Linked DNA regions of Mus musculus: regions 1, 2 and 4 are each linked to region 3. Evidence: chromatin contacts called from public promoter capture Hi-C data. All regions are on one chromosome and are shown on one strand. Each heading gives the region's core, a stretch centred on a gene start, on an enhancer-like site or on the middle of the called end of the contact. The rest is flanking DNA. Distances are from core to core; before and after follow the strand shown. Region 1 holds the start of Lmnb2 (lamin B2). Region 2 holds the start of Oaz1 (ornithine decarboxylase antizyme 1). Region 3 holds the start of Prss57 (protease, serine 57). Region 4 holds the start of Gng7 (guanine nucleotide binding protein (G protein), gamma 7).

Evidence for each region. Promoter capture Hi-C pulls out the DNA fragments that hold promoters and counts their contacts.
Region 1: a promoter capture Hi-C map of liver shows a contact between it and region 3, with 3 times the contacts expected there. The contact joins the promoter of Lmnb2 here to the promoter of Prss57 in region 3. A contact is called at or near these places in 6 of 39 promoter capture datasets (fetal liver, hippocampal neurons, liver and 2 more), 1 of 484 Hi-C or Micro-C datasets (CD8 T cells), 1 of 115 datasets of contacts at active chromatin or transcription factors (microglia) and 1 of 9 other capture datasets (liver).
Region 2: a promoter capture Hi-C map of pre-B cells shows a contact between it and region 3, with 3 times the contacts expected there. The contact joins the promoter of Oaz1 here to the promoter of Prss57 in region 3. A contact is called at or near these places in 3 of 39 promoter capture datasets (hippocampal neurons, liver and pre-B cells).
Region 4: a promoter capture Hi-C map of liver shows a contact between it and region 3, with 4 times the contacts expected there. The contact joins the promoter of Gng7 here to the promoter of Prss57 in region 3. A contact is called at or near these places in 4 of 39 promoter capture datasets (hippocampal neurons, liver and neutrophils) and 1 of 9 other capture datasets (liver).

The regions. Positions count from the first base shown.
Region 1 is chr10:80,915,173-80,922,728 of GRCm38.p6, reverse strand. It overlaps Lmnb2 (lamin B2), which reads left to right and starts at 4,484. Exons shown (of 12, transcript NM_010722.5): 1 at 4,484-4,765. The coding sequence starts at 4,511.
Region 2 is chr10:80,821,656-80,828,358 of GRCm38.p6, reverse strand. Oaz1 (ornithine decarboxylase antizyme 1) reads right to left here and starts at 1,703. Exons shown (of 5, transcript NM_008753.4): 1 at 1,454-1,703; 2 at 1-122. The coding sequence starts at 1,599.
Region 3 is chr10:79,786,285-79,793,786 of GRCm38.p6, reverse strand. It overlaps Prss57 (protease, serine 57), which reads left to right and starts at 4,802. Exons shown (of 5, transcript NM_001042710.1): 1 at 4,802-4,944; 2 at 6,276-6,429. The coding sequence starts at 4,845. Palm (paralemmin) reads right to left here and starts at 215. Exons shown (of 9, transcript NM_023128.4): 1 at 47-215. The coding sequence starts at 51.
Region 4 is chr10:81,010,480-81,017,749 of GRCm38.p6, reverse strand. It overlaps Gng7 (guanine nucleotide binding protein (G protein), gamma 7), which reads left to right and starts at 2,825. Exons shown (of 4, transcript NM_010319.3): 1 at 2,825-2,894.

The DNA of each region.
Region 1 (7,556 bases), core at 3,235-5,734, 1.1 Mb before region 3:
AATCTCCAGGAAACCCAGGGTCCAGAATTTGCCTTCTCAATAGTTTCTCGGCCTTTTTGGCTAAGATCAAGTGCAGACTTAGGCTTCTCTCAAATTCAGGCTCCAGAATTCCGAATTCAACTCAAATGCTCTAGGCCAGAAGCCAGCGACAACTTTTGGGATGAGATTTGTTTATCTATTATTATTTTTTAAAACTGGCGCCAAAATCCAGCTTGGGTGGAGACAGTGGCTTCGGGGAATGGAGAAAGAATGGGCACTGAGCAGAGAACTTCCAGGATTGAGAGTCTAGGGCTCCGGATTTCCTGTCCAACGGCCCTGCACCTCCAAAATAGATAGCAAGCTGCCACTTTGTAGCGCCCTGGGCTCAGGGGTCCGCTTTGTACTGCAGCTCCGACGCTTGCTGTTGGAGGGGTGTTCTTCCGTCCAGTCCTTGATTGTCACAGGCTTCAGTTTCCTTTCCTTCAACCATGGGTCCTCCACTTCCCACCCGCTGTATTAGGAGCGTGGGGGATGGGGAGGCCTGCGAGTCCGGGGCAGCTAGGGGACACCTCAGCAGCAGCTGTCACCGCCACACCCTCTCAGCGCCAAAATTTGAAAATTGCAGCACGTCTCCCAAAGAGCACGGGGGAGGGGGCAAGGGGTGGGGCAGAGGGTTCTGCCCCATCCCGAGTACCGCATGGTTTTCTGGGACTTAGAGTCCAGCCGTGCAGGGATGGGGTGCACCACGAACCCCGCCCCGCTCAGAGGGAAGAGGGCGGGAAGTGGACAGAAAGCCTGGGCACTGAGGAGCACAGCAAGGAGAAATGGTGTGCCTAGGGGGCGACCCCAGCCGTAGGCCCTGAGGCACAGAGGACATACAAGCCAAGAGGGGTGTATGCGAGGGTGCAGTAAAGAAACCTAAATGGCCGCTGTGTTGGTGGGAAAGGAAAAGTTTATTCCCAACTGCCAAGGCTCTCTCCTGGGGAAAGTAGAGAGATGAAATGGATAAATGGGTATAAAGAGAATGTGTATGGGGGGGGGGAGAGCTGAGGGGGGAAATGTGGGAACTCTTGAAATATCTAACAGGTACTTGTGAGTAAGGCCTGGGGAAGTCTGGGGCCAGCATGGACATTGATATGTTGATAGGAGCCACAGGTATTGGAGAGCTATGTGTCCCTTCTCCCATAGGCAAGGGAACCGGCTCCTATTGGTAGATAGGAACAGACTTCAGGAGTTCCTGAGGGATGCTGGCTTTTTAACTGCCAGAAACCTTCCTATAGTCCAGGTTGAGTTGGGCCTAGCCTCAATTTCAAGTCAGTGGGCCTGCCCTTTTAGGAGGTGATGGGATTGGGAGCCTTTGCGAATATGTGCAGGGCAGTGTGAATCAGATAGGGAAAAGAAAAATGTTTGCATTTGCGGAGGTGGAACTGAGGACCTACCTCTCTTTAGGTAGGTAAGTGCTCATCCTTTGAGGCATGATCCCAGACCCTCACTGGGGAACTCTAAGGGGCTGTGCCCTTGACCATGCCTGCAGACTGGGGGATTCTAGGTAGGGGATCCTGAGTCATGCCCTCTGCCCATCTTTCCAGTTTTTACACTAATAGCTCTAATTATAAGAAAATGGAAGGTCTGGTGAGATGGCTCAGTGGTTAAGAGCACTGGCTGTTCTTCCAGAGGTCATGAGTTCAATTCTCAGCAACCACATGGTGGCTCACAACCATCAATAGGGGGATCTGATGCCCTCTTAAAGCAGGCGGATGTATATGCAGCAGAGCACTCATACATTGAATAAAGTTTAAAAAAAAAAAAAGAAAATGGAAGGGGCTGGCGAGATGGCTCAGCAGGTAAAAGCACTGACTACTTCTTCTGAAGGTCCTGAGTTCAAATCCCAGCAACCACATGGTGGCTCACAACCACGTGTAATAAGATCTGACACCTTCTGAAGACAGCTACAGTGTACTTATTTATAATAATAAATAAATCTTTGGGCTGGAACTAGCAGGGCCTGAGCCGGTGGGGTTGATCAGAGTGAGCTAGTGGGGCTGACAGGAGGGAACAGAGGTCCTAAAAATTCAATTCTCAACAACTACAGGAAGGCTACAACCATCTATAGAGCTACAGTGTACTCATATACATAAAATACTCATCTTTTTTTAAAAAGACAGAAAGAAAATGGGTAACAGTGTCAGATCCTTTGACACAATGTAGCTTTAGGAAAGACAAATGCTAACCGTAGTGAGTCATTCTTACCTTTCCAGGATGACAGGTCAGGTGTTGTCTAGGGGACAGTAAGTCTGTCTGTATAGATTTAGTGTTATGATATGTGCGGGGAGAAGGCTATTCTGCAAGGAGTGGGTGTGGCACTGGGGAGCAGTCCTCTCCCAGTCATAAAAATTGACTCTCCCAGGTACCTGTTAACATCAAGTTAGAGAAAGGTGGTCCATAGTCTGGCCCTTGACACTTGACACATTGTGGGAGCCAAGCTCTGTTTATTATCCTCCTCTCCCCATTCTGCCCCCTCATGTGTGCGCACATGTCACGGTATTCATGTGAGGGGCTGAGGATCTTTGGCTTCCTATCCCCCTTCCTGTGTACTGTGGTCTAGCTGTCCCCGGACTTTCCTGTCTCTGCTCCCCGTCTCCCCACAGGAGTGCTGACATTACATGCAGGTGCTCTACCACATCCAGCTTCATGTTGGCCTATGTGATTTGGATTGGGTGGGTCTTCTTGCTTGCCCAGGTCTCCATTTTGTTTGTTTGTTTTCTGAGACAGAGCCTCATATAGCCCATATTCCCTCACACCCTTTGTCTTAGTTAGGGTTTTACTGCTGTGAACAGACACCATGACCAAGGCAACTCTTTTTTTTTTTTTTTATCTTACGTATGTGAATATACTGTTGCAGTCTTCAGACACACCAGAAGGGAGTATTGGATCCCATTACAGATGGTAGTGAGCCACCATGTGGTTGCTGGGATTTGAACTCAGGACCTCCGAGTTAAGAGCAGTCAGTGCTCTTAACCACCGAGCCATCTCTCCAGCCCCAAGTCAACTCTTATAAGGACATTTAATTGGGTCTGGCTTACAGATTCAGAGGTTCAGTCCATTATCATTAAGGCAGGAAGCATGGCACCGTCCAGGCAGGCATGGTGCAGGCAGAGCTGAGAGTTCTACATCTTCATCTGAAGGCTGCTAGTGGAAGACTGACTTCGAGGTAGCTAGGGTGAGGGTCTTAGCCCACACCCTCAGTGCCACACCTGCTCCAGCAGGGCCACACCTTCTAATAGTGCCACACACTGGGCCGAGCATATACAAACCATCACACCCTCTGTGTCACGGAGGTTGCCCTTGAGTTCCTGATTCTCTTACCTCCATCTGCCTGGTGCTGAGGTGAGAGCAGGGGGCTCATCCACGGTGCTGGGATAGAAGCCAGGACCTCAGTCAGGCAAACACTCTACACATTGACTCACATTGGTAGCCCTGTGTTTCTGCTATGTTATCCTCAAACTCACCATCCTCCTGCCAGTGCTGGGAAGACAGTAGTGGACATTTGCCTTGTGGCGGCTCTTTTAAAAATTACATTTGTTTACTATGTTCCTGTGTGTGGACACTTTAGCAGAACTTGGCTACTTTGTGGGTTCTTCTTTCTTCCACCCTTTTCTACCCTCTTTCCATCCTTTCAACCCTTAACACTAGATAGGAGGGGGGAAAGGACAGAGAGAAGAGGGGGTGACATTATTGTTAGGCTATTTCCTGTTGATTGGGGGCATTGAGTTCCTTGGAGCAAGTTTGATTTTGCTGTCAGGCTATCTAATTTCTTCTTGTTGTTGTTTCTTCTTTGCACACGACTAGTTAACAAACCGTTACCAACAGAGACCAACCAAAGCCCGTCTTGGGGCCATAACATTTGTATATCTTCTGAAAAGTGTCCATAATTCCTAAGGTCACAATCGCAGAAACTATGTGCAACTGACAAAACCGTGCCTCTGCTAGAGCACGAAGCAAATCATAGTCAGCTGCTGCAGACTATCTGAAGCAGCCCCATATGTGACACCTCTAATTAAAACAAAAACACAAACTCACATATTTCTGTGTTTTTCGAAGAACCCAATTGGAGTCCAGGAGACAATTGTGTGCATTGCTTGTCTTCTCGTATGTAGGGTTCAGCGATCCAAATTCGACCATCAGTTTTGGCAGCAGGTGCCTTTCTACCCTCTGAGGCATCTCACCCACCCTTGCTGTCTTTTTGTTCGATTTGTTCTGCATTTGTTTAATTTATTAATTGATTTCTGTGTGTGCGCTTATGTGGCTTCATGTGTGCATCTGTACACATGTAGAAATCAGAACGCCTCCTCCACCCGCAATCAGGGTAACTGCCAAACCCCGGGTTTTACTGGAAAGCTGGAAACTACATCTCCTGGCATGCCTCGCAAGCTGCCCTGTGGACTACGGCTCCCTGCGTGCTCCGCGCCAAGGAGACTACAAATTCCGGCGCGCTGCGGGCGGCGGCGCCATCTTCCGCGGCGCGGATTGAATGAGCGCGCCGCATTCGGGCAACCGAGGTGATTCTCCCGCCGCCGCCACCTCCGCCATGGCGTCTCTGCCGCCCCACGCGGGGCCCGCCACGCCGCTGTCGCCCACGCGTCTGTCTCGGCTGCAGGAGAAGGAGGAGCTCCGTGAGCTCAACGACCGCCTGGCACACTACATCGACCGTGTCCGCGCGCTGGAGCTGGAGAATGATAGGTTGCTGCTCCGGATCTCCGAGAAGGAGGAGGTGACCACTCGCGAGGTACGTGGGTCGGCACCGGGGACGCGGGGAGCTTGATCCTGGTGATAGGTGAAATGAGCGGAGTCCTGCCCACCCGGGATCCCGGAGACGGTGCATAGAACTAGCTAAGCCCAGCCCACAGGGGACCCGGGGGCTGGTGCACAGCTAGCTGAGTCTTGTTCACTGGGGACTCTGGGGCTGGAATATAAGGGCTAAATACTGCCTACCGGGGACCTCAGTACAGATGCATAACGCTGAAGCCCAGTCCACCGGGGACCCCCAGGGGCAGATGCCGACAGCTAAGTTTTGCTCACCAGGACACCCCAGGGTTGGGTGATAGGCCTGAGCCCTGCCCACCATAGACCCCAGGGACGATTGCAGAGCGCTGAGCGCCGCCCAAGGGGAGGGGAGACACATCTCTTACAGGTGCAAACCGCTAAGCCCCACCCACTGGGGGGACCAGGAACTGGTGCAGGCAGGTAAGTCCCGCCTACCAAAAACCCTAACACAGGTTAAAGTCTGGACGGGGAAGGGGACTAGTGCAGATGGGTCCAAATCCCTCCCATGGGAGGGACTTTAGGGACAAGTGACAGGTGTAAACAATGTTAGTCCCCGCCCCCGAAGCCCCACCCACCCGGGCGCTCTTGAGACAGGTGCTGATGAAGCTAACCTGTGCTCACATGGGGACCCTAAAGGAGACGTGTAGACTGAGGTAAAACTTCAATAAAGCCGGGTCCTAAGGACCTAAGCTTAGCTGAGTGGGATCAGGATGGCTTGTGTGTGTGTGTGTGTGTGTGTGTGTGTGTGTGTGTGTGTGTATGGGTGTGTGTGTGTGTGTGTGGGTGTGTGTGTATGGGTGTGTGTGTGTATGGGTGTGTGTGTGTATGGGTGTGTGTGTATGTGTTTGTGCATGTGGAAGCCAGAGGTCACCTTTGGGTGTTTCCCTCAGTGGTGGCGCACGCTTTTAATCCCAGCACTTGGGAGGCAGAGGCAGGTGGATTTCTGAGTTCGAGGCCAGCATGGTCTACAGAGTGAGTTCCAGGACAGCCAGGGCTACACAGAGAAACCCTGTCTCAAGGACCTTGGGGGACACTTCACATTCCATGAATAGGCAGGAAAGCCCTGCCCACCCAGGGTCATAGGTTTAAAGGACCCTGCCTGATTCCTAAGACACCCCAGAGGTAATGTGCTGAGACTGAGCAAGTCTCCCCAGTTAGGGGCCCATGAGACCCTAGGGGACCCTAAGGAAGTGCTGTCTGGAGGCTGTCCTGGGGAGCTTTGAGGGTCTCTGAGGGAGGAATACCAAGCCTGGCAGACCCAAACCCCTGAGGACCCCAGTGAGGGGTGCTGGGAACCCCTGAGGGAGAGCACCACTCTAGGCAAGACCATCCTTATTCGAGCTGTGGAGATTTGGGGCCCCTGAGGAGAGGTGTTGATCCAGTGTTGATCCCCTTCAGAGGACTCGTGGACTTTTGGGTACCCAGTGTGTAAGGGCGCATTCGGCACAGCCCTGGGAGACCCAGGTGAGAAGGCCATTTGGGGGCTCTCCTGACACTCAGGTTCTAGGGTTTGAGATTGTGAGGGTAATGATTTGGGTGTCACCAATGGACAAGGATAGGAGCTGGGCAGTCTCCACCCACTGTAGGGTCCATGGACATCTTGGGGTACTTCTGCTGAAGGCTTCCAAGGGAAGAGTCCAACAATGAGTGTGTGACTCCTCAGGGACCGGCACAGAGTGGGCCACAGCTTGTTGTGGGACAGGGTGGTTTCACACTGGTACCTGGGGGAGGAGCCATTGGGGCTGCCCCCCCCCCCCCCCCCCCGCAGTGAAAGGCATCTGGAGGGTGTTTGTACCCCACCCTCTTGGGGGAATATGAGGATGGTCTCTAGTCTTTGGTAGGGTAAGACAACTCAAGTCCTTTGAAAGGGGGTGAAGGGTCTTGTTGGGGAGGGGGTGTCAGACAACCGTAGGCTCTTCGTTCTCATAGAACTTTGGATGGGCCCCCGGTGCTCAAGGGCTGTGGGAGTGACGGTCTGAGAAGCCATTCCCTTGTCTTGGAGTTGGCAGGCTGCCTGGGAGGAGGGGTGCTGGAGCCTGGTACCATTTAACCCCAGGGACCATGAAGGTATGGAGGCTTCTTGTGTAAGATCCATAGGGTATCTGGGGACTCAGAGGGGTACTGGCATCTTCAGTACACAGGGCTCTTCCACTGCAACTAGGCTTCATCAGTAGCCTCTCATAGCCTCTCTTCATGGTGCCAAGCCTCAGCTCCTTTGCATGATCCCCACCCCACCACACCCCACCCCCTGTCAGTCCTGGGCCATCAACTGCAGGTGAGACTGAACCTTCACCAATGGCCTTTCATGGCCTCACAGTGCTGAGCTTCAGCTGCTCTGCATGACCCCTTCATGCCTTCAGAATCAGTACCACTGGGTGACTCTTGCACATTACCAAGTCCAGCTGCAGCATACGGTACAACCTTGGCTATCTCTGGCACACAGCTTCTCTGTGCTCTCAGATAACACTTCCCACAAGATGTCACCTCAGTGATGCTGGTCTCTTCTTAATCACTGCTAATGTCTTAGCTCCAGCTAGCCAGCATCAATTGTAGTCCCTTCTATTTTGGACTCTAAAGCCAGAGCCACATGGCCAAAACTGCCGAGTTCTGCTGCTTGCTGGGGCTGAAACATGGCCCTGTGTTCTATTACATCACCAGCTTTCTGTTTTCCAGCCCCTTCACTGCCTAAGCTTGGCCGTTCTGGAACTTGCTCTGTAAACTGACTTTGTACTCAGAGATCTGCATCTCCGGAG
Region 2 (6,703 bases), core at 454-2,953, 1.0 Mb before region 3:
ACTGTGATCCCGCTGACTGTTCCCTCGCCCACCTGGGATCTTCAGGGGTGGGTGAGGGACATCAGGAGCACCACCGAGGCCCCGGACCCAGGTTACTACAGCAATTAAGGGCAACCCTAGAACTGCAGGAAACAATGCTCAGGTGGCAGCAGCGGCAATAATTAAGTGCCCGGGCTTCCCACTCAAGAGCCATTGACAACAGTCAACCCGAGTCACTGCCCCTCACCTGTGTGACTCTGCCCCTTTTGTAGCAAGACAGGCCTCACAGGCAGTGTCATCTCAGCACTGTGGCCCATCCCACTCCATGCTGCCAATCCTCCCTTCACACCAGGTCACTCGCTCCTTCCTACCCTCTGGTCAGCAGCTACCAGTGACCCCAAAGTTCTACCTCACTAACTACTCATGCTCTAGAGTCAGACAACCCCAAGTCTCCTCTCTTCCCTACTGCCACTCTATAGGTGTCTGCACAGCCTATATCCAAAGTTCCTACCACCTATATCGACGCCCTTCCCAAACCAGTCCCCATTCTGAACCCTTCAAGTGATACCCTCCATCCCACCCACTGCAGACTTTTAACTGCCAAGTGGACCAGGGATTAAGGTCACCTCACATCATACTCACCACACCACACCACCTCCATGTCCTCCAACATAGCTCTGTGAGCCCCCAAGCCTGACCACTTCCAAGGTCCTAATTCTGACCCAAATCCCTCCAAAGTATTAGAGCCCTCAACACGCAATCACTAAATCCAACCTAAACCTCATCCCAGCTTCCCCACCTGTGACTTCCTAAACCGACACAAGCTTCTTTCTCAACACCCCAAATCTGATCCCATACTCTCCCACCAAGAAATGAGTCCTCAACATGTACCCAAGAATATAATAGGATTCCTCCCCAACAGCACCCAAAATCCCAGTATTCTGCAAAGAACTCCAAACACCGGGACGAGCCCCACCTCTACATAGCATACGATTTATTACCCAAACGCCCTACAGGTAACCACAAACACTTCGCCACCTGACATTAGAACTAGCTCACATATCCGAGAGGCAGACCCCAAATTCGAGTCTCCAATCTCTTCTCAGATCCCTCCCCAAATCTTAGGCTCAACTCACAACCCCCGAATCCGATTCGAACCCAAAATCGAATCCTACATTTTCGCGAAATGTTCCCGGTCCTCCAATCAAACCAAACCCTATTCCTCAACCTGAGACTCCCTAATTCCACTCGAATCCCAAATCCGAGTCCGCGACCCGCTCCACAGGCCCCGCCCCGCCCCGCCCCGCCCCCTGCGCGATTGTGGCCGCCACAAAGGGGCGGATCTCGCGCTGCCGAGACTTATCTGGCGCCGGAGGCCGACCCCGCTCCGGGCCTGCGCGTCCTGCGCTGCCCTCTGGGGCCTACGCGGACGCTGTTTCTGGAAGGTTCGCGGCGGCGGGGGCAGGGCTCTCACCTCTCGCTGCTGCAGCCGCCGCGGCTGTGCTGACTAAGAAGCGGCATGGTGCGGCTGGCGTGAAGCGTGGCGCTGCGTTTGTCCCCTTCCTTCTCTCTGGCGAAGCAGTGGCTGTTGAGGATCCGCTGCAGGGAGGATTTCACCATCCGGCCGCTGGGGTCCGAAACCAGCAAAAACCTCCGCTGCACTTCCCGCGCCGCCGCCGCTGCTCGCCGTTCGCAAAATGGCGCCGGCGCCGACGCCCACTTTTATATGCGTCGTCACGGCAGGCCACGCCCCCACACGCAGGCGTAAACGCAGCAGTGTGAGGCGACGGAGGAACGGGGTGGGGCCACAGTGGCAGCCCAAGGAAAAACCAAATGCGTCCCACCTACTCCGGCTTCTGATTGGCGAGAGTAAAAAGACAGACAGAAGGTTTCCGTTGATGATTAGTTGGCGATAGGAGAATCCCGGCCCCGCGTGTTTGCGTCACTCTGTGGGAGGGAAGACAGAAAAGCCAGACGCGTCCCGCCCCTACAAGGCTCTGATCGGTCAATGTAGAAAAACGGACGTATTGGCCCCTTTGAGGATTGGTTGGAGTTCTGACAAGCCCGCCCTCGAGGCTTTATGACGTGAGGCGGAGGCGGGGCTTCTGTAGTCGCCTCCAGGACGTAAACCCCCATCTAGCCCAGGCCTCAAGGCTAGGACTCTGCGCCTCCTCTAGTACCTGTGGCCCTTCAGTTTTGTCATCTGTCATCCTTTCCATCTTAACCATTATGGTCCCACTCATGGGACGCCCCGCTCCGGGAAGACTGTCAGGACATAACTGTCAAGGGTACCTGAGGCTGACCTAGGCGGTTTGCTTGGTGCCCATCCCCCACGCGGCAAAATTATTCTAATGACCTTGTAATAATGGGTAATAGATTGGGACTCTTTGTTTTAAAAGCAACTTGCTATTTAAAAGAAAATCTGTCAAAAGTTAAGTATCCCAATCTAGAGAAGTATTTTATGTCAAATTGGAATTTAAACAACTTTTCTCATAGACTCAGCTTGAAGGTTTCCTTCATCCCAACCCCCCCTCCCCCGCCGCCGCCGCTTTTTTGTTGTTGTATTTTGATTTTTGTTTTTTGAGACAGGGTTTCTCTGTTTGCCTGCCTCTGCCTCCCAAGTGCTGGGATCAAAGGCGTGCGCCATCACTGCCCTGCTTACAATTTATTCTTAAAGAATTTCGTATTCTTTTTCTCTTTATGGGTTTTTTGTTGTTGTTGTTTTGTTTTGTTTTGTATGTTTTGTTTTTGAGACAGGGCTTTTCTGTGTAGCCCTGGATGTCCTGGAACTTACTCTATAAACTAAGCTACCCTCAAACTCAGAGATCTGCCTGACTCTGCCAGCTGAGTGTTGGGATTAAAGGCCTGTGGCACCACACCCTGCTCTTTCTCTCTCTCTCTCTCTCTCTCTCTCTCTCTCTCTCTCTCTCTCTCTCTCTCTCTCTCTCTCTCTCTCTCTCTCTCTCAAGATTTACTTATTTTATTTATATGAGTACACTGTTGTTGTTTCTGGTCTTCAGACACAGACCAGAAGAGGGTGTGAGATCCCATTATAGATGGTTGTGAGCCACCACGTGGTTGCTGGAAATTGAACTCAGGACCTTTGGAAGAGCAGTCAGTACTCTTAATCTCTGAGCCATCTCTCCAGCCCCCTCTAATTCTCTTTTTTTGTGAGCAAACTACAGTGTGATACAAAGATCAGAATTCAGTAAAAATCTATCTATGGTTGTGATAAAAGCCACTCAACCTAGCTGAGGCAGGAGGATTGCTGGAAGTTCCAAGTAATCATGGACTGCCAAAAAATCCCTTGTCTTGATAAACAGATGTCCCTGTGGTGGTGGCACAAGTCTTTAATCTCAGCACTCTGGAGACAGGGCACGTGGATCTCTTCTGAGTTCCAGGCCAGTATGGTCTTAGAGGGTAAGTTCTAAGACAGTCAGGGCTTAACAGAGAAACCCTGTCTCAAAAAACAAACACACAAAACAAAACTGGCTGTTTTTCCAAACGATCTAGATTCTATTCCCATCCACATGATGATTCATTACCACCAGGAACTCCAAATCTGAGGGTCAGGAGCCCCTTCAGACATCTGTGGGACCTGTGTTGTTCTGTGCTGTTTTGTTTCTGAGACAAGGTTTCTCTGGCGGTTAATCCTGTGTCTTTTGAGACTAAAATTGATCAAACACTGCCTATTCCAACGTCAGTTTGACTTAAGCACCATCTTTCACTTCCAGGTTAAAATCAGAAATAGTTTCATTTTTGGAATACAATTTCAGTGTGAGAAGCAAACGGAGAATTCTTGCTGTTGAGTGGGCACAGATCCTGAGTGGAGACTACACCTCTGCCCTTGCCAGCTCACAGCCTCCTGTAACTCTAGCTCCAAGGAACCAACGCCCTTTTCTAGCCTCTGCAGGCACCAGGCAGGCTCCGATTGGCTCGAGTAGGCTACATTGGTCAGAGTAGACCCTGTCTTTGGACAATGGGAAACAATGTTAGATCTTTCCACGTGAGGGCTGGTGAGACGGCTGAGTGGGTAAAGGTGCTTTCAAACAAGGGTGGAAAGCAGACCTTGATTGCAGGAACCCAGAGAGTGGGAGGAGAGAACTGAGCCCTGACTGTTGCCCTCTGACCGCCACACTTGTGCACACAAACAACAAAAACATAAAATGTAACAAAATAAGAAACTCAACCAGAATCCCATCAGTTAGTTTAAGGTTTCTGTGTTGGTGTTGGGGGCAGGAACCTCTGCTGAAATTGGCAACAGAAAGTTGAGAAAAGAGGAAACATTTACCGGAAATAGGGCTGCTCTCCCTCTCCTCAGAATTTGTTTTCATAAGCACAGTGCCCCAGTTTGCAGGCACTCTCTCCTGCAGCAGGGAGTTTGGGTCCAAGCTCTCAAGATCCCCCAGCTTATGTGCTGCAGGGCTTGGAGCCCAGGGTTTGAGAACTCTAGAAGAGACTTTCATCCCAGCACACTCCACTTCACCTCACTGGGGATTATAGGTGGAGGCTCCACTGTTGTTGTAGATTTTTTTAATTAATTAATTAATTAATTAATTAATTTTTGGTTTTCCGAGACAGGGTTTCTCTGTATAGCCCTGGCTGTCCTGGAACTCACTCTGTAGACCAGGTTGGCCTCTACCTCAGAAATTCCTCTGCCTCTGCCTCATGAGTGCTGGGATTAAAGGTGTGGGCCACCACGCCTGGAGTAGATTTTTAAAAACTTACTTTTTTTTAAAATTAGGTATTTTCTTCATTTACATTTCAAATGCTATCCCAAAAGTCCATCAGACTCACCCCCCTAAAACTTACTTTTAATAAGGGTTCTTACATATTTTAACATCTCTTCTAGCATACCACCCACTAGAGGGAGTGGAAAAGAAAGGTTATTAGGACAAGGGAGGGAAGACCTGTTTAGAAATAGAAATAATTCTTTGCACACCTTTAATCCCAGCACATGGGAGGCAGAAGCAGGCTGATTTCTGAGTTCAAGGCCAGCCTGGTCTACAGAGTGAATTCTAGGATAACCAGGGCTACACAGAAAAGAAAAAAAAAAAGAAGAAGAAAAGAAAAGAAGGGCTGGTGAGATGGCTCAGCAGGTAAGAGCACTGACTGCTCTTCCAAAGGTCTCCAGTTCAAATCCCAGCAATCACATAGTGGCTCACAACCACCCATAATGAGATCTGCCACCCTCTTCTGGTGGGTCTAAAAACAGCTACAGTGTATTTATGTATAATAAATAAATAAATCAACCAGGCGGTGGTGGCGCAGGCCTTTAATCCCAGAATTTGGGAGTCAGAGGCAGGCGGATTTCTGAGTTCAAGGCCAGCCTGGTCTACAAAGTGAGTTCCAGGACAGCCAGGGCTACACAGAGAAACCCTGTCTTGAAAAGAAAGAAAGAAAAAAAGAAAGAGAGAGAGAGAGAGAGAGAGAAGGAAAGAAGGAAAGAAAGAAAGAAAGAGAGAGAGAGAGAGAGAAGGAAAGAAGGAAAGAAAGAAAGAAAGAAAGAAAGAAAGAAAGAAAGAAAGAAAAAGAAATAGTTCTTTGGAGAAAATCCCATCTGTGTTGTCAGGATATATAACCAGCGGTCCAGTTCAGTGGTGTCAGGATTACCAACAGGAATCAGTCGCAGTGGCATGACCCAGCAGAAAAAGTCAGGCCTTCGCTGAATCAGTACAAGTCAGCAGAAGCAACCAGGACCAGAGGGGACACCAGGAGAAGTTCTCTGCTGTGCCTTTCTCAACGAACTGAAGATCAGTGAAGACTTGAGACCAAAGAAGCGTTGCAAAGATAGCTATGCAAGCCTGCTGTCACTGTTGAGTCCTATTTATACTCTATCCAAACATTATGTGTCTTCCCATGGGTATTGTCTTACCATGTGAATCTGTCTTAGCAAAGCTCTATGTGAGTATGTATCAGCTGACATCACTGTGCCGCTCTGCCAATTGTCGAGAGTCTGCAGAAGCAGCAAGAAGCCCCTAGAACATCATCAGAAGTTTTTTGTTTGCTTGTTTTGTTTTTTCCGAAAGTCTGTCAGGATTTGAACTCAGGACTTCTGTAAGAGCAGTCAGTGCTCTTAACCTCTGAGCCATTTCTCTCCAGCCCTCCAGCCCTCAAGAAAACTATTCTTAAACAGAAAGGGAGATGGGGCTGGAGAGATGGCTCAGCGATTAAAAGTTCCAGCAACCACATGGTGGCTCACAACCATCTGTAATGGGATCTGATGCCCTCTTCTGGAGAGTCTGAAGACAGCAACAGTGTACTCATCTGCATAAGAAAAAAACCCCAATCTTTAAAAAAACATTAAAAAATAATATTTTCTCTAATATTAATAATCTATATAATAATGATTATTATAAGATCCATCATATGTTGAGTTCAAGGCCAGCCTGGTCTACAGAGTGAGTTGTTACAGGATGGCCAGGACTGCACAAAGAAACCCTGTTTCGAAAAACCGAAAAAAAGGAAAAAAAGGAAAAAAAATCATATGTTAAATAAATAGGTTATGTACAATGTAGTCAAATAATAGTCTAACATAACAATATTTAATTTTTATTAATATATAATAAATAATTTAATTTTTCTGTTAATATATAATAAACAAAACCCTTCAGTATTTTTGTTTGTTTTTTCGAGAAGACAGGGTTTCTCTGTGTAGCCCTGGCTGTCCTGGAACTGACTCTGTAGACCAGGCTGGCCTTGAACTCAGAAATCCAACTGCCTC
Region 3 (7,502 bases), core at 3,553-6,052:
CCGTTGGGGGCCTGGGGCGTCAGAGCGCGCGCGGCCGGGTACTCACTCCATCTCCCGCGAGGTCCGTGGGCGGTGCAGCGCGGGGCAGGGCCGACTCTAGGGCCTGGCGGCCGGGGCTGTGCGGCGCGGGGGCGGCACCGGGGCGGGCATCGTCCCCAGCGCGCCGGGTATTGTCCGGGCGCGGCCGGGTGGGCTCGTGTGCGCGCCGCCTCTGCGCGTTCCCTGTATCCCTCGCGCCCGCGCGCGCCTCCTGCTGGCCGCAGACGCTCCGCACCGCGCAGCTGCACCCCAAAACGTCGCAGAGATCCCGGACCCAGTCACCCTGAGTTCTCCATGGAATGAAAGGAGTCCTGATATAGTTTAGGGCCCCAAGTCGGACCCCCGACCCGCGAGAGAGCCACAGCAGCAGCTCTTGAGGGGGTTCAGTTCCTGCACGAGGCCCAGCCTGGGCCAATGGCTGGATATGGTTTACTGAACTCAGGAGTTTAGTCAGCCCTGTGATGCTGCCAGACTGAGCAAAGGGGTATTGGGTGAACTTAGACTTTGTTCCCAGGGCACTGGAGAGCCACAGTAAGAAAGACATAGGGCCTGTCTCCCTCAGAGAGTGCACCATGTGACTTTCTGCCTGGACTGCAGCTCCTTGGCCTTAGACACTCACTGGGCCTTGGGGCAGCGCAGGGAGAGTGAGTCACAAAATTCGCTTCTCTGATAGAGTCGTTGTCCTTTGGTTTGGTTTTGGAGACTGTATGCTCACTTTGTGTGCACGTGGAGGTCCCAGGACATCTTCCACTGCCTTCCTGCCAAGCCACCCACTTTCCCTTGGACTTCTTTTGAAATTATGTAGACTAATATGTAGACTAGGCTGTCCTGAAAGTACCCACTGCCTTAGCCAGGCCTGCACCACCACACCTATCTTCCCTGGGTTTGGATCTGGGCTCACCGGTATAGTGGTGTGTGATTCTGTGTCTGTTTCTCAGCCTTTTCACCTCTCTGCCCATCCCACCTCCTCAGATGCTAGAGGGCTAACGGTGTCGTCTCACCTGGACACACTGAGGGTCAGGCGAACTTTTCAGATAAAAGGCCAGATAGTAAACACTGCCAGCATTGTTGGCCAGGTGGTTTGTGTTGCAAGGACAGTACACTTATCATGAACACCAGAGGAGCTGGAGGAGATCTGTGAAGTGGTTCTGTGTCAATAAAACTTTATCAACATTGATGGGCTCTATGCTGTGTGTCAATAAAACTTTACTGACAAAGACAGGCTGAATGCTATATTTTGCTGAGCCTGCATTATTAGATGCTCAGACTGACAGCTGGTATCTTCCATGTTCCTGGACCACTGTCTTTTCAGTCAAAAGAGAATGACTGAGTTCTTACTGTATGCTCTGGGGATTCAGGACACTATCTTTGTCTCCTAAGCAAGTGAGTTAAGATTTAGGGCTGGTGAGATGGCTCAGTGGGTAAGAGCACCCGACTGCTCTTCTGAAGGTCAGGAGTTCAAATCCCAGCAACCACATGGTGGCTTACAACCATCCGAAACAAGATCTGACTCCCTCTTCTGGAGTGTCTGAGGACAGCTACAGTGTACTTACATATAATAAATAAATAAATCTTTAAAAAAAAAAAAAGATTTGAAGTGCTGGGCTGGAGCAATGGCTCAGTAGTTAAAACTGCTCTTCCAGAGGTCTTGAGTTCAATTCCCAGCAACCACATGGTGGCTCACAACTATCTGTAATGGGATCTGACGCCCTCTTCTGGTGTGTCTGAAGACAGTGACAATGTACTCACATAGGTAAAATAAATAAATCTTTAAAAAAATATTTAAAGAATTATTTATTTTAAAAAGAAGATTTGAAGCGTTTTCTGTGCAAGCAGTGGTCTGTGTTTAATCCCTACCCACATGGTGGCATGCTCAACATGGTGGTAAGCTCAACACTGGGGAAGGGGAGACACAAGCATTCTGGGGTTCCCTGGCCATCCGTCATAGCACAAGGCAAGTTTGAGGCCAGGGAGAGATCCTGCCCTAGAAAATCAGATAGATGGTAAGGAAGGAGAGCTGGGGCTGCTCTCCATGCCCCACTCGCATGTGCTTACACTGCACACAGAACATGCATACAAGCAAAATCAAGTATTAAAAAGTAAGGGATGCTGGAGTTGGGCATGGTGACACATGCCGAGTCTCCCTGACCACAAGTGCCAGGCCCACCTGGGCTACCTAGGGAGACCAATGTGTATGTGTGTATGTATTGATATGTATTTTTAAAGTTATGGGCTGGAGAGATAGCTCAATGGTTAAGAGCACTGGCTGCTCTTCCAGAGGTCCTGAGTTCAAATCCCAGCAACCACATGGTGGCTCACAACCATCTGTAATGGGATATGATGCCCTCTTCTGGTGTGTCTGAAGAGAGCAATAGTGTACTCACCACATATATTAAATAAATAAATAAATAAATCTTAAAAAGAAAAAAGCCCGAAGTGAGCTGATGTGGCTATACAAATCTGTCACCTCAGCACCTGGGAAGTAGAGGATAAAAGTCCCAGGTTATCCTTGGCTACATAGTGAGTTTGGGGGCAACCTGGCTACCTGAGTCCTTGTCTAAGAAAAAGAGAGCCACTTCCAGGAGAGTCGGAGGAAATGGAGAGCCAACGTCCTGGTTGGTGAGCTGGGGGCATGTCTGAGCCTTGCACACCATTCGTCTCTCATTGTCAAAGCCACTGACAGATCTTCACTGGGTCTCTATATACACATAGTGTCTCAAAAACACAAAAATCAGGCAGTGAATAAATAAATAAATAAATTAATTAATATCTCAAAGGGTTCCCAGATGCCCCAGAACGGAGATGGGAGCCCTTCCTGGGTTTCTCAGGCCAGGCCAGGGTCCAGATGGCTGCTGGGAGCTTGGCAGTTGGCAGTTGAGGTGAGTGCAAGATGGTTTCACAACCATTCATCAAAGCAGAAGGAAACAGAGAAGCAACAGGGCTCCTGCGTCTGCAGCCTGAACTTTTCCTGCACTTGCTGTGCGATTTTTTTCCCCCCTGAGACACAGTTTCTCTGTGTAGCCCTGGCTGTCCTGGAACTCACTCTATAGACCTGATTGGCCTTGAACTCACAGAGATCTGCCTGCCTCTGCCTTAGAGCTAGGACTAAAGGCACGCGCCCACCCTGCATCACACACCTTCCCACTCTCTGTCGTCATCCCCGCTGATTTCTCTTTATATCGCTGTCTTCATCTCTGTTTCTGTCTCCCTCTCATTTATTTTATTTGTTATTTTCTGAGTGTTTTTCTGTGTGTATATACCACATGCATGCAGTACCCACAGGAGCCAGAAGTGGGGACAGATCCACTGCCACTATGTGAGTGCTATCAACCAAACCCAGGTCCTTTGGAAGAGTAGCCAGTGCTCTAAACTGCTAAGCCTTCTCCCCAGACCTGCTTTCTGTTTGTTTGTTTGCTTGCTTGCTTGCTTTTTGTTTGGCAAGGACTCACTCTGTAAAACAGGCTGGCTTTAATCTCAGAGACCCATCTGCCAGTGTCTCCAGAGAGCTGGAGTTAAAGGTATGCATCCTCTTCAGGCTTGGCTTTCTTTCTGTCCTTATCTCTGTCTTTGTCTTCCCCTCCCTCTCTGTCTCATTCCACCTTCACCTGTTTCTGTTACTCTCTTATGTTCCTCTGGCCCTGGCTCTCTGGGGTCTCTCCCTCCTTCCCCTCCTGCTCTGTGTCTGGTCACTACTACCTTCCTGAGCCCTGGCTCCCTCAAAGGCCAATGGTGCAGAGCTTCCCCCTGCATCCTCAGTGGGGGATGGAGTGACCCTTTTGGGAGGTTGTTGCTAAGACAACAGTGCCTTCTCCTGCAGGATGCCCTTGCTGACCCTGAGCCCTCTCCCCTTCCTGAGCTGTCTGGGACCACTGTGCACCCTGAGTTCACCCAAGCCCCTCTCTGCTCTTAGGTACCTACCATTTGCATCAGCCCTGGGGTGGGTCCTACAGGCCAACTAGGGCATAGCCTGTAGCAGACTTAATTAAAGCTGCAGCATCTGCTAACAAGCATGGACCAGTACAAGCCCAGCCAGTGTGTGCTCTGGGCTCCATCTCACAACCTAGGGGAAGCTTATGTTCCCACCTTACGTGGGTCCATGGTAGACAACACCTGTGGCCTTAGCACTTGGAGGATAGAGGAGGGAGAGGCAGGCAGGCGTTCAGGGCTATTCTCAGCTGGATAGCTAGTTCAAGAGCGTATTGAATTAGAGGCCAGATAACTGAACTTTCTCTCCCAAAGGTCCCCACCACGAGGAAACCCAAGCCCAGCACATATCCTGATGGGTGGTCTCTGGACTCCAGACCTTAGGGTCACTCTCTGCTATGTCCCCAGTTCTTCCAAGGAAGTATGGTATACAGTAGGACCTCAGTAAAAGCAATAAAGTCAGCCCAACTCAGAGCCCTCCCCAAAGAACTAGCTTTATGGTCCTCACTGACCTCAGGTTCATGATGGGGAAACTGAGGTCAAGGGTCAAGGTGCTTGCTCCTGGGCTACCTGGCTGGGGACAGACAGATAAGCAGAGTTGGTGCTTCCAGGATGACTGTCCCCTGAGAAGGTCTGAATGCGTTCAGTGGCCAGATAATCTAGTAGGAAGGTACAAGGGGAGTTTGAGCTCACAAACCAATCTTGTTTCTAAACTTCTGGGTTTTCATGAGCAGCACAGTTGGAGACAAGAAACAGTAACGTGGCCTCCCCTGATTTCCAGAAGTGCCTGCTCCACCTTCTGACCACAGACCACAGACCCGGAACAACTTTCTGGACTGAACCGTTGGGTGCCTCCTGCACCTGCAGACCTCACCAGAAAGATGCCATCCTCTACAGCTATGGTGCCTGGGACAAGAGGAGGCTGGCACTGTCTGGTGCTGACTACAGCAGCTGCCCTGACCCAGCTCATGTGGCTCCCTGGTGAGAACTCCAAATGGCCATTAGACCCTACCCAAGGTGACCAGGCTCCCACACAGGATGCACGTGTACTCTTGCTCAGGCAGGAGGCTATGGGGTGGGGGTGGGGCAGCCAGTAGGGACTTCAGCCACCTCAGGTACAAGATCGTGGAGACTGGGCTTCCTAGCTTTTGTTTTGTTTTGTTTTTATTTTTGTGTGTATTAGTGTTTTGCCTGTATGTTTGCATGCCTGCAGTACCTGGAGGAACCAGAAGGTGGCATCAGATCCCCTGGAATTTACAGTCGGTTCCAACAATCATGTAGATGCTGGCATTAGAATCTAAGTCCTCAGTAAGACCAGCCAGGGGTTTTAAATAACGAGCCATTTCTCCAAGCCTCCTATTTTTTAAAAATTACATTTATTTATTTTGAGAGAGTACATGTAGATAGTGCTTGTCACAACCAGTGGAAAACTTGCAGGGGTCGATTCTGTCCTTCTACCATAGGGGTTCCTGGGATTAAACTCAGATTGTCAAGCTTGGTAGCATGTGCCTTTGCCTGCTGAACCTATCACAGGCCCAAAAGGTCTCCTAGCCTCAGTCTTTAATTATCTATCTATCTATCTATCTATCCATCCATCCATCCATCCATCCATCCATGTCTGTCTATCTGTTTGCTTTCAAGACAGGGTTTCTCTGTGTAGCCCTGGCTGTACTGGAACTCACTTTGTAGACCAGGCTGGTCTCGAACTCAGAAATCTGCCTGCCTTTGCCTCCCAAGCACTGGGATTAAAGGTGTGCCCCACCACTTGGTCCCCTCTATTTCTCTTAAGTAAAGTGGGTTTCTCGTGGTCCAGGCACCTTGAAATAGCTGGGCAGCTGAAAAGGGAATCACCTTGAATTCCTGATCCTCCTGCCTCCACTTCCAGAGTTCTGAAACAGCAGGCCTGCACTGCTACACCATGCTTATGTGGTGCTGAGGGTGCCTGGGACTGGCTTTGTCTGTCTGTCTCATCTCTGTCTCTGTCTCTGTCTCTGTCTCTGTCTCTGTCTCTGTCTCTGTCTCTGTCTCTGTCTGTCTGTCTGTCTGTCTCTCTCTCTCTCACACACACACACACACTCACTCTTAGGCGAGGTCTCATCATGTAGCCCTGGCTGGCCTGTAACTCTCCATGTAGACCAGGCTGACTCTGAACCCACAGAGATCCTCCTGCCTTTGCTTCCTGGATGCCTCCCTCTAGGTTTGCCCCTTCCTCTCAGCCCAGCCTCCACCCCTACTCCCTGCCAGGGCTGTGCTCCATTGCCCTTGATTTACCTGTCCTGTCCTTGTCTCTCACATTGCCCCACCTCTTCCAGGTTGCTGTGGGTCCTACATTGTTGGAGGCCATGAGGTAACGCCACATTCCCGGCCCTATATGGCCTCTGTGAGCTTCGAGGGCCATCACTACTGTGGAGGCTTCCTGATTCATACCCATTGGGTGGTGTCAGCTGCCCATTGCTTCAGTGACAGGTGACATGCTGGGGCCACTGAGGGATAAACTTAAGGCCATCAGGAAGCCAGGATGTGACACAGACAGGACCAACTCTCTACCCCCACGCCCGGGCACTTCTGGTGATAACAATCAAACATAATAACTATGATCATCTTCGACACAAGCGACATGTGCTACTGTTTGGACTCACATTAACTGTGGGGAGAGCAGCACAGTCCGGGGACTCCAGCTACCCAGAGGCTGGCTCAGGGGGATGGAAAAATGAAGCTCAGTGTTAGCTACAGTCTGGAACCATGTCTCCATAGGCAGACAGACAGACAGTTATAGGATAGTAGTTAAATAGTAGAGGTCTTAACTGGAGTGTGGCTCAGGGATGGAGCCCCGCATAGAATCCCCAAGTGAGAGTCTGGGGGTGTTGCCCATTTGTGGAGCCCTTGCCTAGAACCCTCAGTGAGGGGTGGGGATGGGGTCAGGTAGAGTGCTTGCTCAGTGAGAAGCATGAGGTTTTTAGGGTTGTTTGGTTTTTTTTAAGATTTATTTATTTTAAATTCACTTTTCTTTTTTAAAGATTTATTATTTATCTTATGCACGTGAGTACACTGGAGCTGTCTTCAGACACACCAGAAGAGGGCATCAGATCCCATTACAGATGGCTGTGAGCCACCATGTGGTTGCTGGGAATTGAACTCAGGACCTCTGGAAGAGCAGTCAGTGCTTTTAACCACTGAGCCATCTCTCTAGCCCCTTAAATTCTTTTTTTTTAAAAGATGTATTTTATTTATTTATTTATTTATTTATTTTGGGTTTTCGAGACAGGGTTTCTCTGTGTAGCCCTGGCTGTCCTGGAACTCACTCTGTAGACCAGGCTGGCCTTGAACTCAGAAATCCGCCTGCCTCTGCCTCCCAAGTGCTGGGATTAAAGGGTTGTGCCACCACTGCCTGGCTGTTTATTTATTTTTATGTACATGAGTACACCGCTGCTCTCTTCAGACACACTAGAAGAGGGCCCTGGATCCCATTACAGATGTGTGGTTGCTGGGAATTGAACTCAGGACCTCCAGAAGAGCAGTCAGTGGTCTTAACTGCTGAG
Region 4 (7,270 bases), core at 1,576-4,075, 1.2 Mb before region 3:
TTTATCTGATTGTTTGTTTATTTGTTTATTTTGGGTTTTTTTTTTGAGACAGGGTTTTTCTGTGTAGCCCTGGCTGTCCTGGAACTCACTCTGTAGACCAGGCTGGCCTCAAACTTAGAAATCTGCCTGCCTCTGCCTCCCAAGTGCTGGGATCAAAGGCTTGCGCCACCACTGCCTAGCCATGATGATTTTTTTAAACATTTAAACATTTATTTTTCTGTCTATTTATTTATTGTGTGTATAGGTCAGAGGACAGCACACAGCGGTCTGTGTTCTACCATCATGTGGCTCCTGGGACTCAAATTCAAGTCTTCAAACTTAGCCACAAGTGCCTCTGTACATCAAACTGTTGCTGGCCCAGCTCAATTTTTTTTTTGTTTGTTTGTTTTTAAAAGATGCATACTGGCTTTTAAGACAACAAGAGTCATAGAAACAGGCTGGCTTGTGGCAGCCAAACCTTTAATTCCAGCACTTGGAGGTAAATAGATGGGTGAATCTCTGTGAGTTGGAGGCCAGCCTTGTCTACACAGTGAGTCACTATTTCAAACAAACAAACAAACAAACAGGGCTGGAGAGACAACACGGCAGTAGAGAACACTGACTGCTCATCCAGAGAACTAGGTTTCATTTCCAGCACCCAGTCCCAAGGGATCCAATACCCTCTTCTGGACTCTGCAGACCACTTGCATACACACACACACACACACACACACACACACACACGGTGAGCACACAGACACATGCATGCACAACATCTTTACACACAAAATAAATACGAACAGTTTTGGAAAAAAATAAAACAAAACAATGTAAATCATGGAAATGAAAGAGTCTAGGTAGGTCAGGGTGACAAGGTCTGGACCTAGGGGAAGGGGATGTGCCCAGGGCGGGCAGCTCCAGCGCTCCCCCTGGTGGCCTCTGGGCTCAGTGCGGTCTCCTGAATCTACTTAGACTCAATTGCATGCCACAAAAGGGTAATTTTTGTGGATCTTGTTTTGAATTACATTTGGGAAATTTGTGTGTGTGTGTGTGCACGTGTGCATGTACACACGCTCCAGTATGTGTGTGGTAGTCAGAGGACACAATGGTCTAGCCTTACTGGAGATTAGATTCTCTCAGGCTCTCAGGCTTGGAGGCAGATACTTTTCCTGTTGAGCTACAAACCTCTTAGTGTTTGTATTTATTTATTTATTCATTTATTTATTTATTCATTTATTTATTTATTTATTTAAATTTTATGTGCACGGGTGTTTTGCCTGTGTGCATGTCTGTGTGAAGGTGTCAGATCCCCTGAAACTGGAGACAGTTGTGAGCTGCCATGTGAGTGCTAGGAATTGAACCCAGGTCCTCTGGAAGAACAGCTAGTGCTCTTAACCACTGAGCCGACTCTCCAGCATTAGTTAGTTTTTGAAACAGGGTCTCATGTTGCCTACAATGGCTTCAAACTCACCCATGTAGCCCAAACTGAACTCAAACTTGGGGCAGTCCTCCTGCCTCATCTTCTCAAGTGCTGGAAGATAGCCCAACTCTGCATCTACCAGGTGAACCACAAACAGTAGTAGGGTCTGGGGACAGCCTGGATGGGATGTGCCAGGGAAGAACACTGAAGAAAGGTTCTGGGCTTTCTCTGAATATAAAGTGCAGTGTTTGTGTGTGTTTGTGTGTGTGAGCACACGTGCATGTGTGTGCCTGTCTGTGCATGTCTGTGGTGGGGGCATTCATATGTGTGTGCATGTATGTGTGTGGATGTGTGTGTGGATGATAGCCAGGTTCCTTCAGGAATGACAAGAGTCCAGGGAGCCGAGCCAGTAGATTGTCTGTCACAGAATGTCAGTCCACACCAGAATCCTGAGGTCACCCACCCAGGGGCTGCACTGGTCTTTCCCTGGGATGGCTGTTACCTGCAGGGATGTTCCAGATGTCTCTGAGGTCACCAAGAAAACTTGTAGAGAATGCAGACCCATGGGCTGGGGCTTCCAGCATGAGTCCCTGGTGCCACTGCCCCCACTGGAGAGTCAAAGTCATCCTCTCCTGCATGGTGAGTTCAAGGCCAGCCTGGGCGGTTTACTGTGACCCTGTCTTAAAATATATATATATGGCTGAAGTTATAACCCAAGCCAAGTACTGCAAAAGCCAAAAAAAAACCCAAGTAACAGAGAGAATAGAAAAAACCGGAGATGAACATCAGAATACAGAAATGATAAACAAGCAAATAAAAAATCAGTATTTCCTCACTATCCTGGGTCTCTGCTCGGGATTCAAACTCGTTCCTTGAAAACCACAAGGGAGCTTCCTGTCCCTGGCTCCCATGGGGTTTTTTGACTGGACCTTGCTGTTCTGTTAGATCTGGGCTGAGATGGGGAGTTTGATCGGTGTTTTCTTACTGCTAAAATGATGCTCAGCGGAAGATGAATATTATCACAATATGGGATACAAATGTATGCAAACGTCATAATGAAACTCATTATACCATACAATAAATACACACCAATAAAATAAACTCGAAAATCCAAACAAAACAAAGCCTGACTTAGTACATGCCTAACGTTAAGCAGCTTCTCCTCAGAGAGGCCCCTTTGATTGCACCATTGATTGCCAATCTTTAGACGCATAACCCCGCCCTCCAGCTAGTGAATGGCCCGTGGAGACGCCATTCCTGGGTTTGGCCCGCCCACTCGAGCCCGAAGCCCCGCCCTGCCCCCAAGGCTAAGCCTACCAGACTGTCGGCCCTAGGCTCCTCCTCTGGACCAACCTCCGCCACCTTGGCTTCTGATTGGTCCGAATGCTACAGAGGCTCCGCCCTCATCGCGGGAGACCCCGCCCCATGGAAGAGCCCTCTCTAGGCCCCGCGGTGCGTTCGGCTGTGCGGCTGCTGAGACACTGGCTGGAGGCAGGTGAGCTCCGCATGCTGAAGAGACTCGGGGTGTATCGGGGAGGAGTGGGCTGCCTCAGAGAGGACGGGGGCAGCCCAGAGAAGTGGGGTGAAGTCAGACAAGAGTGGGGTGCAGTCAGAGAGAGTTGGGGTGCAGTCAAAGAGGAGTGGGGTGCAATCAGGGAGGAATGGGTGGCAATCAGTTATGGAGGAGTGGGGTGCAGTCAATTAGGGAGGAGTGGGGTACAGTCATACAAGACTGAGTTTGGTGCAGTCAGATACGTATTGGGTAAGGTGACAGGAGTGTGGTGTAGTCAGGGGAGTGGCGTACAGTCAGGAGAAGTGGGGTACAATAAGGGAGGAGTGAAGTGAAGTCAGACAACAGTGGGATACAGACAGAGAAGAATGGAGTTCAGTCATGGAGAAGAGGGGTGCAGTCAGGGAGGAGTGGGGTGCAGTCAAGGAGGAGTGGGGCACTACCTGTTTGCTGTTTGGTTGCACACAGTACCAACACCTTGGAGACAAAGACATAGAGCAGGGGGAAGGTACCTGTGTGTCCCTCTCAGGGACTCAGGGTACATAGGCTTAGATCTTGGGGTGCACAAGGCTCCAGTGTTGACTGACTGTTTCAGAAACTTCCTGTGGGAGTGTTAGGGGCAATAGTGTTAAGGTGTGTGGGCAGCTCTCCACTGCGGGGGTGGGATGGGGTGGGGGTAGGGGCGAGGTGGGAGAGAGGGTGACGGTGGCTGGCTGGGGGACCTCTTGTTATAGCACTGAAACTGTTGCCAGGTGTCAGGGAACCAGGCACCAAGTTCACCGGTTTGCAGCTGCAGACAGGTCTAGTGCTCTCAGTGGCTTTGGGACTCTGCTTTGATCTGTTAGCTGCTGTCCCTCAGTCCTCAGTCCCCCCTACCTCCTCATGAGGGCAGGGCAGCTAGCCCTGGGTAGGCTCCCTGCAGTATCTGCCAGGGAAGATATGTGTTAAGGCCATTCTGGTGCAAGCTGTCACAGAAAGACTATGAGGAACCCCCCTTGACTCCCACCATCCTGGGGTGCAAATGAGAATCTCTACCCCGGTGGTGGCAGGCGTGCTCTCCCAGTCCTTAGGAAACTGAGGCAGAAAAATGGAAAATTTGAGGCTAGCTTAGGCTACATAGTGAGTTCCAGGACAGCCACGACTGCAGAGTGAGACACTGTCTCAAAAACACCACAGTCAGCTTGCAGTTTAGTGTAAGATTGTCTCTGAACTTGGGTGACTCTGCTGTGCAGGGAACACTGGGTAACATCTAGGGACATGTGTAACTTTCTCAAATCAGGGAGGAGGTCCTGGCATGCAGTGTGGAGCCTAAGACTGCACAGTGCCTTGCAGGGCCCATAGTGTCCCACAGACAATGAACAGGCCCAGTGTCCACAGCCCAGAGGTGTGAAAAACTGCCTGAGATCTATGCAGCCAGGTTGGAAGGATGTGGACTGGGATAGAGCCCGGGGTGGAGAACCTGCCTAGAATCCCCCAGTGAGGCACTAGGGTTGGAAGCCATGTCCATCCTCCTGCCTCAGGCTCTACAGTGCTGGGATTACAAGGTATTTGTTAGGATGCTTAGTTCTTCCAGGTGGCTCGTTCTGTTCTGTTTTTAAGACAAGGTCTCCTGTAGCCCAGGCTACCTCCAACTCTCTCCTGATCCTCCAGTCTCTGTCTTGAGTGGCAGGACAGGTATGGGTCACCACACTTGGCCCTGTGAAGGTTGCTCATACTCCGATTTCTATTGCTTTGCTTTTCTTCCTTCCTTCCTTCCTTCCTTCCTTCCTTCCTTCCTTTCTCTCTTTCTTCCTTTCCTTCATTCCTCCTCCTCTCTTCTTCCTCCTTTGAAGACGGGGTCTCATTGTGTAGCCTAGGCTGGCCTGGAACTCCCCCTGCCTCTGCTTCCTGAGTGAGCTTAATGGAGTGACTTTCACACTCAGTTCTGTGTGACTTTGAAATTGTGAGTGATTGAGCCTGCATCGCCCGCACCCACAGTTTGTTTCGTGAAGGATCTTGGGGGTCCCCTAGTGAGTCCAGTGTGCCCAGGCGAAGAACACTCAGTGGGGCGGCTAATCTTTGTCTCCACAGCACAGACTTGTTTTTTGCTCTGGCACACCAAGTAGTAACAGGAAAACTGCCCCCGCCCGCCAAGGTGTTGTCGCAGGTTTTTAATTTGTGTCTAGAAATAGTGACTGGAATGATGCTCACTGGGTTGGGGACCTGTCCCAGCATGCACCAGGCCCCCGGTGCTGTCCCCAGGACCTCAAGAATATATCATAATCTCAGGAGCAGGTGGATCTCTGTGAGTTTGAGGCCAGCTTGGGCTGCACAGTGAGACCCTGTCACTGTGGGGATTGGTGGAGACCTTGGAACTTTCTAGAAAGAACAGCTACCACAGCCACTGTGGTTGACACAGGCTGAAAGTCCAGACTCTTTTGTTTCCTCTCTGGCTGGTGTGACTATATGACAGCGGCCTGGTAGGTCACCGCTTACTTGCCTTTCTTCCGTGGAAGATTGTCCCACGCCTGAGCCCTTTCATGGCTGACCTGACCCTGGCAATTCCAGGTTCTTGTGACACCAAGGCCAGGAGGGAGGACTTGTTTCTGTTGCCTCCTGTCCCACTCCCACACTGGGAGGCAAAAGCCGCCATTTGTGACTGAGTAGGAGACACCTCAGCCTGCTCCCTATCTCCGCCCCTCATCCCCATGGTCTGGCCGCTTTCTCCCTGGCTCCTGGGAAACCAGTCCTGTCATAGTCTCCTCTGGTGGGGGTTGGTGACAGGGTCCGCGATGGGACATCGGAGAGCCTTCTCAAACGGCTGCCAACTTCTTCCTGAGAACTTGGGAAAGGGGATAATCTGATCGATTTTCATGTTTTAAATTCGGGTCTGATTTGCATATTTTAAAATTCAACATTTTAAGCATAATAATTTAGGGTTTTCCTGAGCTCATCTCCGGGTGCAGCCATGATCCATAGATGACAGGCTAATGCCACGTTCTCCGCCCCGCCCGGCCCCCGCCCGCCCCCGCCCCCGCCCAGCGCCCACAGATGCACTTCCAGACTCTCAGTTCTCCTGATTTGGACATTCCCATCATGGAGTCTCAGGTTGTGCGACCTTATGCCCTGGTCTCTCACTGATCTCTGTGTCCTTCGGTTCCTCAGAGCCTGGCTCTTGTTCACTGTTGTGTGGTATTCCAATGTGTGGGCTGACCATGCCGTATTTACACCATCCATTTGTAGACACCTGGACTGCTTCTGACTTTTTTTTTTCTCTCGAGACAGGGTTTCTCTGTGTAGCCCTGGCTGTTCTGGAATTCACGGTGTAGACCAGGCTGGCCTCGAACTCAGAAATCCGCCTGCCTCTGCCTCCCAAGTGCTGGGATTAAAGGTGTGCGCCACCACCGCCCGGCTGCTTCTGACTTTTGTTGTGAATTGTTGCGTTGAAGTGAGCTTGTCCTGGTCATATTGGCTTACTGTACTGAACTTAGGCTTTCTTCTTTGTTCTTTTTGAGGGCGAAGGTGTGAGTTTATCCATTCTCCTCGGCGGGCCCTTCTCATCCCAAAGCCCCCAAGCTCAGAGCCTGTCCTCTTGCTGGGTCTAGCCGGTTAACAACTGACACACAGATCGCAGATCAGTTTCCTACTCTCACTAGGACCTCGGTGGCCTTCCTGAGAACCCTGACTAACACCCCACTGCCTCTTCCGTGCCCCATCCCCAGCCAAGCAGAGCTTCCCGCTCCTCTTGCTCTCTGCTCTGAGGGCATTCCTTCCTCCCAGCCCAACAAAGGCACCTTGTGAGCCTGCTCTCAACCCCAGGACCCGTGCCAAGTCCCAGATCATGTGATTGGACGGCTGCATGCTTGTGTGGTGTGTGTGTGTGTGTGTGTGTGTATGGGTATGTGTGTGTGTGGTGTGTATGTGGTGTGTTTGTGTGTGTGTGGTGTGTTTGTGTGTGTAGTGTGTGTGTATGTGTATGGGTATGTGTTGTGTGGTGTGCATGTGGTGTGTTTGTGTGTGGTGTGTGTGTGTTTGTGTGTGTGGTGTGTGTGTGTGTGTGGTGTGTGTGTGTGTGGTGTGTTTGTGTTTGGTGTGTGTGTGTGTGTTTGTGTGTGTGTGGTATGTGTGTGATGTGTGTGTGGTGTATATGTGTGGTGTGTGTGTGTAGTGTGTGTGTTGTGCATGTATGTGTGTGGTGTGCATGTGTGTGTGGTGTGTGTGTGTGTGTGTGTATGATGTGTGGTGTGTGTGGTGTGCATGTATGTGTGTGTATGTGTGTGGTATGTGTGTGTGTATGATGTGTGGTGTGTGTGGTGTGTGTGTGGCATGCATGTGTGTGTGGTATGTGTGTGTGTATGATGTGTGGTGTGTGTGATGTGCAT